Regions from separate parts of the Mus musculus genome. Here regions 2 and 3 are each linked to region 1. The links are chromatin contacts, called in public HiChIP or PLAC-seq maps. All regions are on one chromosome and are shown on one strand. Each heading gives the region's core, a stretch centred on a gene start, on an enhancer-like site or on the middle of the called end of the contact. The rest is flanking DNA. Distances are from core to core; before and after follow the strand shown. Region 1 has its middle 15 kb from the start of 4930413G21Rik. Region 2 overlaps Prkcb (protein kinase C, beta). Region 3 holds the start of Plk1 (polo like kinase 1).

Region 1 (3,631 bases), core at 85-2,584:
CTGCTTCTATAGAGAGAAGAGCTGAGACTGATTACAAGTAAGTGGTCTACTTTAGTGATGCAGGACACTCACCCTGGGAGTATCCAACAGCAACTTGCAGAACAGAGGAACGCCCATTACTTTTATAGACTGTTTTTCTATTTTTCCTTTATATGTGTGTGGTGTACATACACATATGCATGTTTGCATGTACTCGGGCACATGCGGGTGTGTCACGGATGGGTTTGTATGTTTGTGGAGGCCAGGGGTTGAGGTCAGGAATCACTCTGAATATAGTTCTCTTACCTTAGTCATTAAGACAGACTCTCTCAATCAAACCCAGAGCTGGAAGATATGGCTTGTCTTCCTAACTGGCTTGCTCCAGCAGCCCTTGTCTGCATGTGCTGAGCCTCAGATTATGGGTGAGTATAGAGTCTGGCATTTATGTTGATTCTGAGGATCCAAGCTACAGACTCATAGTTGTTCGTGGGGATCAGAAATTCAAGATCAAACCCTGGAGGATACTACCAGCTGGGACACATTCCCCACCCCAGAGTCACAGAGCTTTATAAGATTGGATCTTAGCTCCAAGTTGCTGTGTGACCTCAGGAAGGTCACTTATCTTCTTCAGTGGCCTTAGGCTTCCATCGCCTTGCCTCATGACTTCTGTGTGACTGTGGTCAGAAGGGCCATGAGTGTGGCTTGAGTCTCTGCTGTTTACAGCCTGATATTCTCTGTATCTTCTGAACCCAGACTTTTAATTGCCTGTGAGTACACAGATGTGTAAGTGCCCAGGAAGGCCAGAGGCCCCAGACGCCCTGGAACTGAGTTACAGATGGTTGTGAGCTGCTGGGGATGGGTGGCTGGGAACTGAACTCTGGTCCTCTGCAACAGCGGTATGTCCTCTTAGCCACTGGGCCTTCTCTCCAGCCCAACACAGAATTTAACATTTTTATTTTGTTCCACAACTTATATTGTGGGTCCTGGTTTGTTTTATGATAATTTTTATTGTTTGAGAATTTCATAGATAGTTCACATAATGTATTCTGATCAAATCCATCCCTGTTCGCTTCCCCCTTATCCCTCCCCTGGCCTACTTCTCCTTCCCAACTTCATATGCTCTTTTTTTTTTTTTTTAACCCCATTAAGTCCATCTAGAGCTCCCTGTATATGCAATGATGTAGGACAATCTACTAGACAGTGGGGTGAGTCACTTCCTGAAGAAAACTGACTCTTCCCCAGTAGCAACCAATAGCACCTCAGCTGGGGCGGGACTTCTAGAGTCCCTCTCCCCTCTCTGCTGGGATATTGTCTGGCTTGATCTTGGCAGCTCTAGTGTGTACAGTTACAAAAGCTGCTGTGGACTCTGACTCTTTTGATCTGTAAACTATGATTAAATAGTCTCTTCTTAGAAACAGACTAGTGTGGCAGTTCCCAAGGGCTGGAGTTGTCAGCGGTGACAGGAAGATGCAGCCTGCTACAGCTGCCAACAGCCCGAGGAGTTCTTTCTCCATAGGGACCTTCACTCAAGTAAACTTGGATCCTTGACTACACTGCAGAAAAGAATCCAGGACGAGCCAGAGTCAGACTAAGTTTCTAAGTCTGTTAAGTAGAGATAAGGCACAGGGCATCCCTTCACAGTGAAACTTGGCCATCTATTGTTTATTTGTAATTTTTAAAACATTTTATTTTGTGTGTATGTGCATGTGTGTGTGTGTGCTTGCGAGCACGCGCACTCTCAAGTATGGGTGAGTGTGTAGGATAGAGGACAGCTTTTGTGGGTTCTGGGAAATCAAGCTCAGGCTGTTAAATTTTCTTAAGGAGAAAAAGCCACTGGCCCGGTGGTGGTGGCGCATGCCTTTGATCCCAGCACTTGGGAGGCAGAGACAGGTGGATTTCTGAGTTCGAGGCCAGCCTGGTCTACAGAGTGAGTTCCAGGACAGCCAGGACTACACAGAGAAACCCTGTCTCGAACCCCCTCCCCCAAAGCCACATGAAGTGGCTTTGCAATGACTACATATCTGAGTCTGCGGCTTTCTGTGTAGCTTTATCTGAAGGTGTAATTTATAACAAGGTTTAAAGATTAACAAAAGGAAAGGAAGGAAGGAAGGAAGGAAGGAAGAAAGAAAGAAAGAAAGAAAGAAAGAAAGAAAGAAAGAAAGAAAGGGAAGAAAGAAAGAGAAAAGAAAACTACACCCTGGCTAGTTTCGTTATCTTAAAGGGTTTCCTCTGGAAAACGAAATCGAAGGTGGTTTAATGAAGACCACTTTTTAGACTTAGGGGTGGAGGAAGGTGCTTATACAGTTAAACTCAAGGCCACCAACACCCTGGCCCTGAGTCAGCACAGGCTGTTTTACAGGCCTTGTTTGTGTTGTCTTTAGGAGGGAGGCCCACTGCTGTCTCTATAGGCCATCTTGACTTTATCGGCCATGCCAAACCTTCTGGACTCTCTGCCTGCAGGAACGCTGGAGAGGCTCCATCCTAAGTTCAGGAGCATCTTTCCCTTTCATGTCTTCTTTTCCTTTTCCTATCCTGTCTCGGGGTAGAAAGATTTTCCTTTCCCTAGGAAGGGAGAAATAAAGAAATGGGGTTCAATTTCATTTTGCAAAATGAAAATTTTCTAGTTATTTATTATACAACATTTTGTGTGTGTGTGTGTGTGTGAGAGAGAGAGAGAGAGAGAGAGAAAGAGAGAGAGAGAGAGAGAGACTCGGTGTCTCAGTGTATAAGCCAGGTTGACCTGGAATTAGTTATGTAGACCAGGCTAGCCTGGAACTCGCAGAAATATGTCTGCCCCTGTCACCTGAGTGCTGGGAACTCTACAGTTTAAATGGTTAAGATGACATACTTTATAATGTATAAAAATGATAGCAAAATAATGTCCAAAAACAATGATGTTTTTTAAAAGATGACAGATTGGAGAGATGGCTCAGTCAATAAAGTATGAGGTCTGACTTTGATCCTAGCACCCATGTATGATAAAATCTAGGCACATGCCTATAATCCCTTTGTGTATGTGTGTGTGTGTGTGTGTGTGATCCCTGGAGCGTATTGGCCAACCTGTGTAGCTAAGTAAGCTATGCCCAGTGCCCAGGTTTACTGAGACATCCTATCGTAAAAAGTAAAGTGGAGAGTAAGACACCCAACACCAATCTGTGTCCTTTGTACACTCATGTGACTGGAAATGAGGACATGACTAATCCACAGGATGGCTGAGGAGAGGTTGTTATTGTAGACACGAGGGAGAGTTCAGCCAGAGGCACCTAAAAGACTACACAGCAGAGAGAGGAAGAAGTATACTGAACGTGACCAGCAGACAAGACCAGGGCATGAGAGAAGAGAGATGAATGGGGGATGAGGCAGACACAGAGAGGGGAAGAAGCAAAGAGAGAGGGACAAGAGAGGGGACAAGGAGCACAGAGCAGAGGACCAAAGAGGACCAAGAGAGCTTGTGGCCGAAATGACAGGGAAGCTGGGGCATGGGAAGTGAAGTTTCTGGTGTGGAGAGGTTTAGCGTAGGGGTGGGGAGAGAAGAACAATTCTGAGTAAACCTGGCAGCCAGCATTCACTTTGGTGTGTAATAGGCACCACAATTAGCCATTTGTCCTGCGTTTCTTTGGGACTTGACAGCGTGCACTCCTGCACATGAGAT
Region 2 (3,366 bases), core at 638-3,137, 550 kb after region 1:
GGTTGTGGTGAGAATGATGGTGATGGTGGAAATGACAGTGATGGTGACAGTAATAATGAGACAGCAACAACTCATGGTGTCTATTGACATCTGCTATCTGCCTCACACTGTTCTATGTTCTTTGCCTAGACAACTCATTTTAATCCTCACAGCCTTAGTTGGTAAGAATGAGAAGATGAGCATGAGAAATAAACTAACGTGACAGTAAGTGGTAGGGTTGAAATCCAAGCTATCTGGTTCCAGAATCCCTTGCACGCTCCATGCAGGGAGTACTGGCCCCAAGCCTCCCACTGCAGGGGAAGGAGGGGACAGGCTGCTGGTGCTCTAACTGCGGGGGCTGGGGGCGAGGGCAGGGGGATAGGTACAGAGGCTTCTCTCTGGTCCTGTTCTGACTAGGAATGGTCTGAGACCCCACACTGAGACGGCATTAATTGAGCAACTACTGAACCTTCCAAGCTTGCCCACATGTGCGCATTATCCATCTGGTTGGTCATGTTTTAGAACGGTCAGCTGTGTCACTCTCCCCTTTAAAGGTCAGGAGACTAAAGGTCAAATGCTGTTAGCGCCTCATGTTTTCTTCCATTCACTACCTGACTGTTGTAATCAAAACTCCAGGAAGTTGGCCTCCTCAACAGTGCTGCTTCCTGCCTTTCAGGTTCTCATTTGTTCTTAAACCAGTGGGTGCCACCAACAGCTGAGGAGCAGAAAGCCAGACACACATTATTATTATTATTATTATTATTATTATTATTATTTCTTCTTTTCTCCTCCTCCTCCTCCTTCTTTTCCTTTTTCCTCTTCCTCTTCCTCCTCCTCCTCTTCTTTTCCTTCTCCTCCTCTTTCTCTTTCTCTTTCTCCTCCTCCTCCTCCTCCTCCTCCTCCTCCTCCTCTTCCTCCTCCTCCTCCTCTTCTTCTTCTTCTTCTTCTTCCCCCTGAAGCTGCCAAGAGGAAGCTGTGGAGCGCTCAAGACCACAGTCCTGCTGGCTGTACCCTCTTCCTCAGTTTTGGCTACATGGGCACCTGTTTCTTCCTCCACAGAGGTGGGCCTGAAAATTCCCAGAAGCTGCAATATTAACTTGCAATCCAAAGCTTGCACAAGCCTTTGTCATCCTTAAACTTTCTTCCTTGCAGCCTCACAAAAGGGTTTTGTTTCCTATAGGATCACAACAGTCATGGTCGCCAGAGCAGGAAGTCCTGTCCACTGTCACAAACAGGTGGGTGAGACACTACAACCCAGAGTCCTCTAGGCAGGACAAAGGTCTTAAGCAGAAATGAGCCCTGAGAGTGGAGAGCTGGGAGTCAGGGTGATCCAGAGAACACGTGCCTCAGGTCAGCGTGTTCCAAAGCAAGCATCCTGTAAACTGTAGCTGAACCCAAAGCTCTGCTCACCCCTCACTTCCCAAAACCCAAAGCATGCAGTTAAAAAGCATTCCCGTTTAGCATCCTAAACTCCATTTCTCACATCACGTTTTTTCCCACACAGGCTTTTAAACTGCTCCCCACCTCGGTAAGAGTCGAGCAAAGGATAATTAATTCGCCAACTTCAAAGGCCGCTTCCCCTTCCCCACTTGGCCACCACTAACCCTAAGGCCCCCTCCCCCTTCCCCCTGTCTGTGCGGAAGCTACTCCTCTTCTCTCTAAATCTGCCTTCTGGGGGCCGGGAACCCAGCCAAGGCTGCCACGGAAGAAAGGAAGGACGAGAGGGAATGTTCGAATTCAAACACCCGTTAGTCCTGGCAGCGCAGCAGCATCTGCTCTGTGGGCAGAAAAAGCCACAAGAAGCTCCAAGCGGGAGTGGGAGGAGGCTCTCTCCACACCAATGACCTTGAAGCAGACCGCCTGCCCTTGCTGGCAGGGCAGCCAGCCCTCCTCCCAGAGCCGAGCTGAGCCGTTGGGGGGGAGGCCTTACAGCAGGGGCTGCCAATTGGATCTTGGGCTCAGCTCACGCTGGGCTTTAAAACAACACAAAAGCCTTGCCAGCTTAAGGTGGGAGTCTGTAGTTTGTAAAAACCCAGGTTTCTGGCTTCCTTTAAAAGAACGAGAAGTTTTGTCAACAAGGGCCCCCATATTCTCACCTGGTAACAGCAGTTAGAGCTGAGACTATCAAGAAGTGAGGCCTAGAGGGCAGGAAATGTTCGCCTTCTTCACTCCTGCCTTTCCATCTGCAGAACAGCACTCAGTAGGTTCTCAGTGAATGAATGTGTGATGAATGAATACATGAACAAATGAGTGTACCCTCCCCAGCAGTGTCTCCCGAGGTCCATCTACTCAGTTCCTTGCCAGGTTCTCTCGGATGTTTGGGTTTGAACCACCCCTTTCCCCCAACTTGACAGTGAGAGATTTAAAGGCAGGCAAGACAAGACCCCATTTCTCAGAAGCAGAGAGATCTTAGATTAGAATAACATTGTAATGATAATATAATAATAATCATGGAGCAGGTGGTAGGTGTGATATTGCTCTAAGAATCTTCTGTATATTGACACCTTTAATCCTCATCATGTCTGTGTGATAAGTTCTATATGACATTTATTACACAGAAGAGGAAAAGTAGGCACGGGGAAAGGGTGTGTCTATGATTGTGTCTTGCTATGATAGCAAGAGGTAGGTTCATACCCAGGCAGTCAAGGCCCATAGCCATGATAAATAAAAGTGGTAGAGAAGGGAAGAGCAAAGCCCCGAAGGCTCTTCCAATCAAGGGCTCAGAACCTGGAAGAAACTGAGTCTGGGATCAGAGATGGAATACCATGTTCACTGTTTTTCAAAAGAACTGAGGTCAGCCTCTAGGTTAATAGATTGATGGCTGAAGACACCTGGTAGCCCTTGTCATCTTGTATAACAAATGGATTGTTAGATAGTCCCCACCCACTCAAACCTCAGGCTGTAGTTTAGGGGGGGTGGAGACAGAGGGCAAAGAGGAGAGGGAGAGAGAGCTCAGGCTTGGCTGACCTACTTGGACCCAAATCACTCTAGCAGAGACAGTGTTACCACAGCTAAAGCTTCTTGCCCAAGAGCAAAGCAGCAGAGAAACAAAGCCTGCGGAGGGTAGGAGGAAACACAAGTGCCACGGAGAGAACAGAGACATGAGTGCCACGGAGGGAAGGGAGACATGGGCGCCATGCCCATATCCACCAGGCAAGTGACAGAGTGGAAGGCTTTGGAAAAACACAGGTGATAAAGTTGTCATCCAAGCTCAGGCACCTCCAAAGAAAGTTACATTGACATATGAAGAAGGACTCTCTGTCTGCAAGGTCCCCCAGCTCCAAGAGAGCCTGTCTGACAGTACAGAGCATCTTGGTTATCTGAGCTCACCAACCCCAGATTTTCCCAAGAGCCACTGATGGTTAGGATGCTGCCCTAGTCTCTGAG
Region 3 (3,685 bases), core at 927-3,426, 800 kb after region 1:
TCCCTTCTTGCTCAGCACCTCAGGAGCTATGTAGTTAGGAGTGCCACACAAGGTCTTCTTTCGTTCCCCTTCATATTCCACTTTGGTTGCCAAGCCAAAATCCCCTGGGACAGAGGAAAGAAGAGAGGGTGCTCAGCTGCTAAGCCCGGGCTGTCTGTGGTTGCAGGCAGCTCTGTTTTGATCCTGAGCATTGAGAACTAGTGGCTTGAGGCCCCAGAGTCCCTGAACCCTTCCACTGTACTGGCCCTAGCCAGCCTCCCACACACCTCTTTAGATAGCAGGGTTACGGTGGTTAAGGTGGCTCAGGAGGTAAAGGGGCTTGCTGCCAAGACTGATAACATGATCTACGTCGATCCTGGGACCCACACAGTGGAAAGAAAGAACTGACTCCTTGAAGTTAGCCTGTCTCCATTCATAAGTAAATGAAATTTAAAATGCACAGGATAGCAGAATTAGATGCACTGGGGAATCAAGTAGATGATCTTCGTGACTGCTGCTGGGCAAGTGTGTGGAGAAGTGACAGGGATCTAGGGACTGGCCAATCAGACTCAAGGGGGCAGGTTTTTCAGCTTAGTAAAGAGACACCTGAGGAGATGCTGCCTGCCATACTCTACAGCGTAAGTCCAGACCTGAAATTGGCTGAGGGTCTGGCTCAGTGCTAGGTTATAGAGAAGCATTTGGGGGAGGGGCCCCAAGTTCAAAACTACTGAGTTGAGGCATAAACACCAATGCATCTAAAAAAAAGGCAAGGAAAGTGTCACACACACACAAACACACACACACACACACACACACACACACACACTTTCCACTTCCTAACTAGAGGGCAGCATCTCTATTTCCTCACCTTCCCCTCCTTGTCCCCTCCTGCCCTGACACCAGACACCCGAAGGCCCAGCACCTCACCTATTTTCACCTCCAGATCCTCGTTCAGGAAGAGGTTGCCCAGCTTGAGGTCCCTGTGAATGACCTGATTGCGGTGCAGGTACTGGCAGCCCAGGACTATCTGTCGCAGGTAGTAGCGGGCCTCAGGCTCGGTCAGTGCCTTCCTCCTCTTGTGCAGCTCCAGGAGGGACTGAGGAGGGAGAAAGAGGTCACTGAAGTCCAAGAAGAGTGGCTAGCTGGATGTGGCTAGGACTAGACGCTCGGAGTGGAGAGTCTTAGCAGGTTTCTGATAGTTCTACCCATACACTGGTTGGTCACTATCATTCACCAGACCCTCTCCTGAGTCTTCTCTCAACCCCACTCTCGACTCCCCTACCCAGGGCTTCCTCCTGGCAGGAGATTCCCTCCCTTTCCTGAAAGCTCTAAAATCTGACTCCAAACAGCCGCCCCCTCCCCCGACCCTGCCCCACTCCGGAAGTTAGAGGTGCGTGGCACACCAAGCCTGGGACCCTTCCTTAGCCACTTTATGAATCCATTTCCTGTACCGACTCGCTGCCTTGCGTCTGGGAGCTCCATCCCTAATAGCAACAGGATCTGGTCTCGGTTTCCCCAGAACCCCGGCCTCAGCAGTTCGGAGTGCCAAGTACCCTCGCTAGAAGCCTTTCCATAAAAGTTTGAAACCCAACCACTCCTCTAGGTCACTCCAAAACCTCGGTGCCCCTTTGTCAGCAAGTTCCAGGTGTGGGAGCCCCAGCACTGCGACTGAAACACTCACCCTCCTGCGACAGAGCTCCAAAACTACAAATACAAAGTCGCTGTCCTCAAAAAAGTCATGGAAGCCTACGACGTGTTGGTGTGCTAGGCTGCGGTGAATTGAGATCTCCATAGACATCTTCTCCTTCTGGTGGGGCTTGAGCAGCAAAGACTTAGGCACGATCTTGCCTGCGAACACCTCTTTTGTGTCTGCGTCTGAGATCTCGAAGCATTTGGCGAAGCCTCCTTTACCCAGAAAGCGCCCCCGTACATACTGCCGCCGGCTGCGTGGGTCCACTAGGACCTCCGGAATTTCTTTCGCCAGCGGGGCGGCCACTGGGGCACCGGGAACTGCATCTCCCGGAACCCCACCTTTCCCGAGGTCGGCTGGTGCTCGAGCCAGCTTTCCAGCTTTGGCCGCTGCATTCATGATGCCGAAGTTGCTCCACGAACCTGGCTGAGTCGGTGCAGAGGGTCCTGCTCTGCTCCGCTCCTCCCCGAATTCAAACGCGGCGCTGGGAACGTTACAAGGGCCTGCGCGTTGCTGATTGGCCGCGGGGATTTAAAATACAAACCCGCCCAGCGCGCGGCACCATGGGAGTGCTCTACGGCGCAGCCGCCTTTAAACTCCGATCTTGCCGGCGAAATTTTTAATGGGCAGGGACTGGAGGACTGCGTTTGCTCAGGATTGCCTGGGAAACCAGGAACGAAGCAACTACGTGAAGATCCCTAGAAGAACAGGATTCTGTCCTGCTTTCTGCTCCTCGGCTGGGGCGTGCTCATGTGGTTCACCTGCGCCTCCTCCAGGGGCTTCTCCTAACTGTTAAGATCTAACACCTTCCTCCACCGGACCCGGCCTTCTAGAACTGAAACTCCAGGCCAACCGGTAGCTTGAGAGTGCACCGCCTCCGCGGTGGACAGCCCTCTCCCCGGCTAGCCTAAATAAACCCAAAACTGAGCAAGCTCAGCAGGCAGATGCACCTTCACGGCGCAACGGACCGATCTCCTCTGTGGCACTAGGGGCTCCCAGCCCCTGAGAAGTAACTCAACCCTTCTCTTGAACAACGCAGGAGGCCAGCAGCATCTGCAGCACCTGGAATTCCCTAAGAAGGCAAAGGAGGGGCGTGGGTTCAGGATTACAAGTTAGCCGAGATCAGCCTCAGCTACCGCTCCACTAACCCCAAAGGAAAGAAACTTCCCAGGCATGACCTGCCGGTCAAACAAGACCTTCAGATGATTCCTATGCCCTGTGATATGTAAGAAACACCGGACGTCTGCCCCGCGATGCAAGGTTACCTGGGTTGTTCCAAGTTGTGTGGCCCAGAGCCCCAAATAGAAAAAATTAATTTTTTAGTCAGAGGTGGGGGGGTAGCTGGTTAGAAGAGTGCTAGCATGCCGGTATACCAAGGCCAAGTCTGCCCTGCCGAAGTGTCCGTTCAGCCTTCACTTAGGAAAAAAAAAAAATGAGCCGGGGCGTAATGGCACACACCTTTAATCCCAGCACTGGGGAGGCAGGCGGATTTCTGAGTTCAAGGCCAGCCTGGTCTACAAAGTGAGTTCCAGGACAGCCAGAGCTATACAGAGAAACCCTGTCTCGAAAAAAAAAAAAAAATGGATTTACAACATGTAAAAAGAGTGGCCACACAGAGCAGGCGTGTGGCTTTTCATAGAAAAAAACGGCCAGCTCTGGTCACTGTTCCCAGACACCCTCTTTGCCCCCCTGCCTATCTGGGCACTTAAGTGATACCTTCCGTTAGAAGCTGTTGTTGCTCTAGTTCCCCCAGGAGGGTCTTAGCAAGATCCAATTGCTGGATTGAGCAAAAAATGGCAGTGCTGCTGTCTTTCCCAGTCTCTGGGTAACGATTGTACTTTCTGAATAAGGCAGAGCTTTGTCTCCAAAAACTTAAGCTTGCCAGGAGTGGGCATGCACCCTCAATCCCAGTGCTGGGGAAAACAGGCAGGCAGGCCTCTGAATTCTAGGCTAGACGCGCACACACATGCGCACACGCTTCTGCGTGTCAGAGAACATGCAGGAGAGTCAGTTTTG

Evidence for each region. HiChIP or PLAC-seq counts read pairs in DNA pulled down with a chosen protein or histone mark.
Region 2: an H3K27ac HiChIP or PLAC-seq map of stem cell-derived neural progenitor cells shows a contact between it and region 1, with 3 times the contacts expected there. The contact joins two enhancer-like sites. A contact is called at or near these places in 4 of 115 datasets of contacts at active chromatin or transcription factors (bone marrow-derived macrophages, large pre-B cells, memory CD8 T cells and 1 more) and 2 of 9 other capture datasets (adipose tissue and embryonic stem cells).
Region 3: a contact with region 1 is called in an H3K4me3 HiChIP or PLAC-seq map of pro-B cells, with 6 times the contacts expected there. The contact joins the promoter of Plk1 here to the enhancer-like site in region 1. A contact is called at or near these places in 10 of 39 promoter capture datasets (the C10 cell line, the HPC-7 cell line, cranial neural crest and 6 more), 1 of 484 Hi-C or Micro-C datasets (embryonic stem cells), 15 of 115 datasets of contacts at active chromatin or transcription factors (the SCID.adh cell line, T-cell acute lymphoblastic leukemia, bone marrow-derived macrophages and 10 more) and 2 of 9 other capture datasets (adipose tissue and liver).

Annotation. Positions count from the first base shown.
Region 1 is chr7:122,953,359-122,956,989 of GRCm38.p6, reverse strand. No RefSeq gene overlaps it. Among named protein-coding and RNA genes, the nearest start is that of 4930413G21Rik, 15 kb to the left of the region's middle. Within about 2 kb of position 1,334, at least 129 of the 459 cell types and tissues checked have an H3K27ac peak or open chromatin away from gene starts, as enhancers often do. A contact at or near this core is called in the HPC-7 cell line, adipose tissue, bone marrow-derived macrophages and 5 more, where this site is marked.
Region 2 is chr7:122,403,167-122,406,532 of GRCm38.p6, reverse strand. All of the region lies in intron 2 of Prkcb (protein kinase C, beta), which reads right to left. Among named protein-coding and RNA genes, the nearest start is that of Gm51497, 110 kb to the right of the region's middle. Within about 2 kb of position 1,887, at least 191 of the 459 cell types and tissues checked have an H3K27ac peak or open chromatin away from gene starts, as enhancers often do. A contact at or near this core is called in adipose tissue, bone marrow-derived macrophages and stem cell-derived neural progenitor cells, where this site is marked.
Region 3 is chr7:122,157,926-122,161,610 of GRCm38.p6, reverse strand. It overlaps Plk1 (polo like kinase 1), which reads right to left and starts at 2,176. Exons shown (of 10, transcript NM_011121.4): 1 at 1,661-2,176; 2 at 907-1,075; 3 at 1-104. The coding sequence starts at 2,068.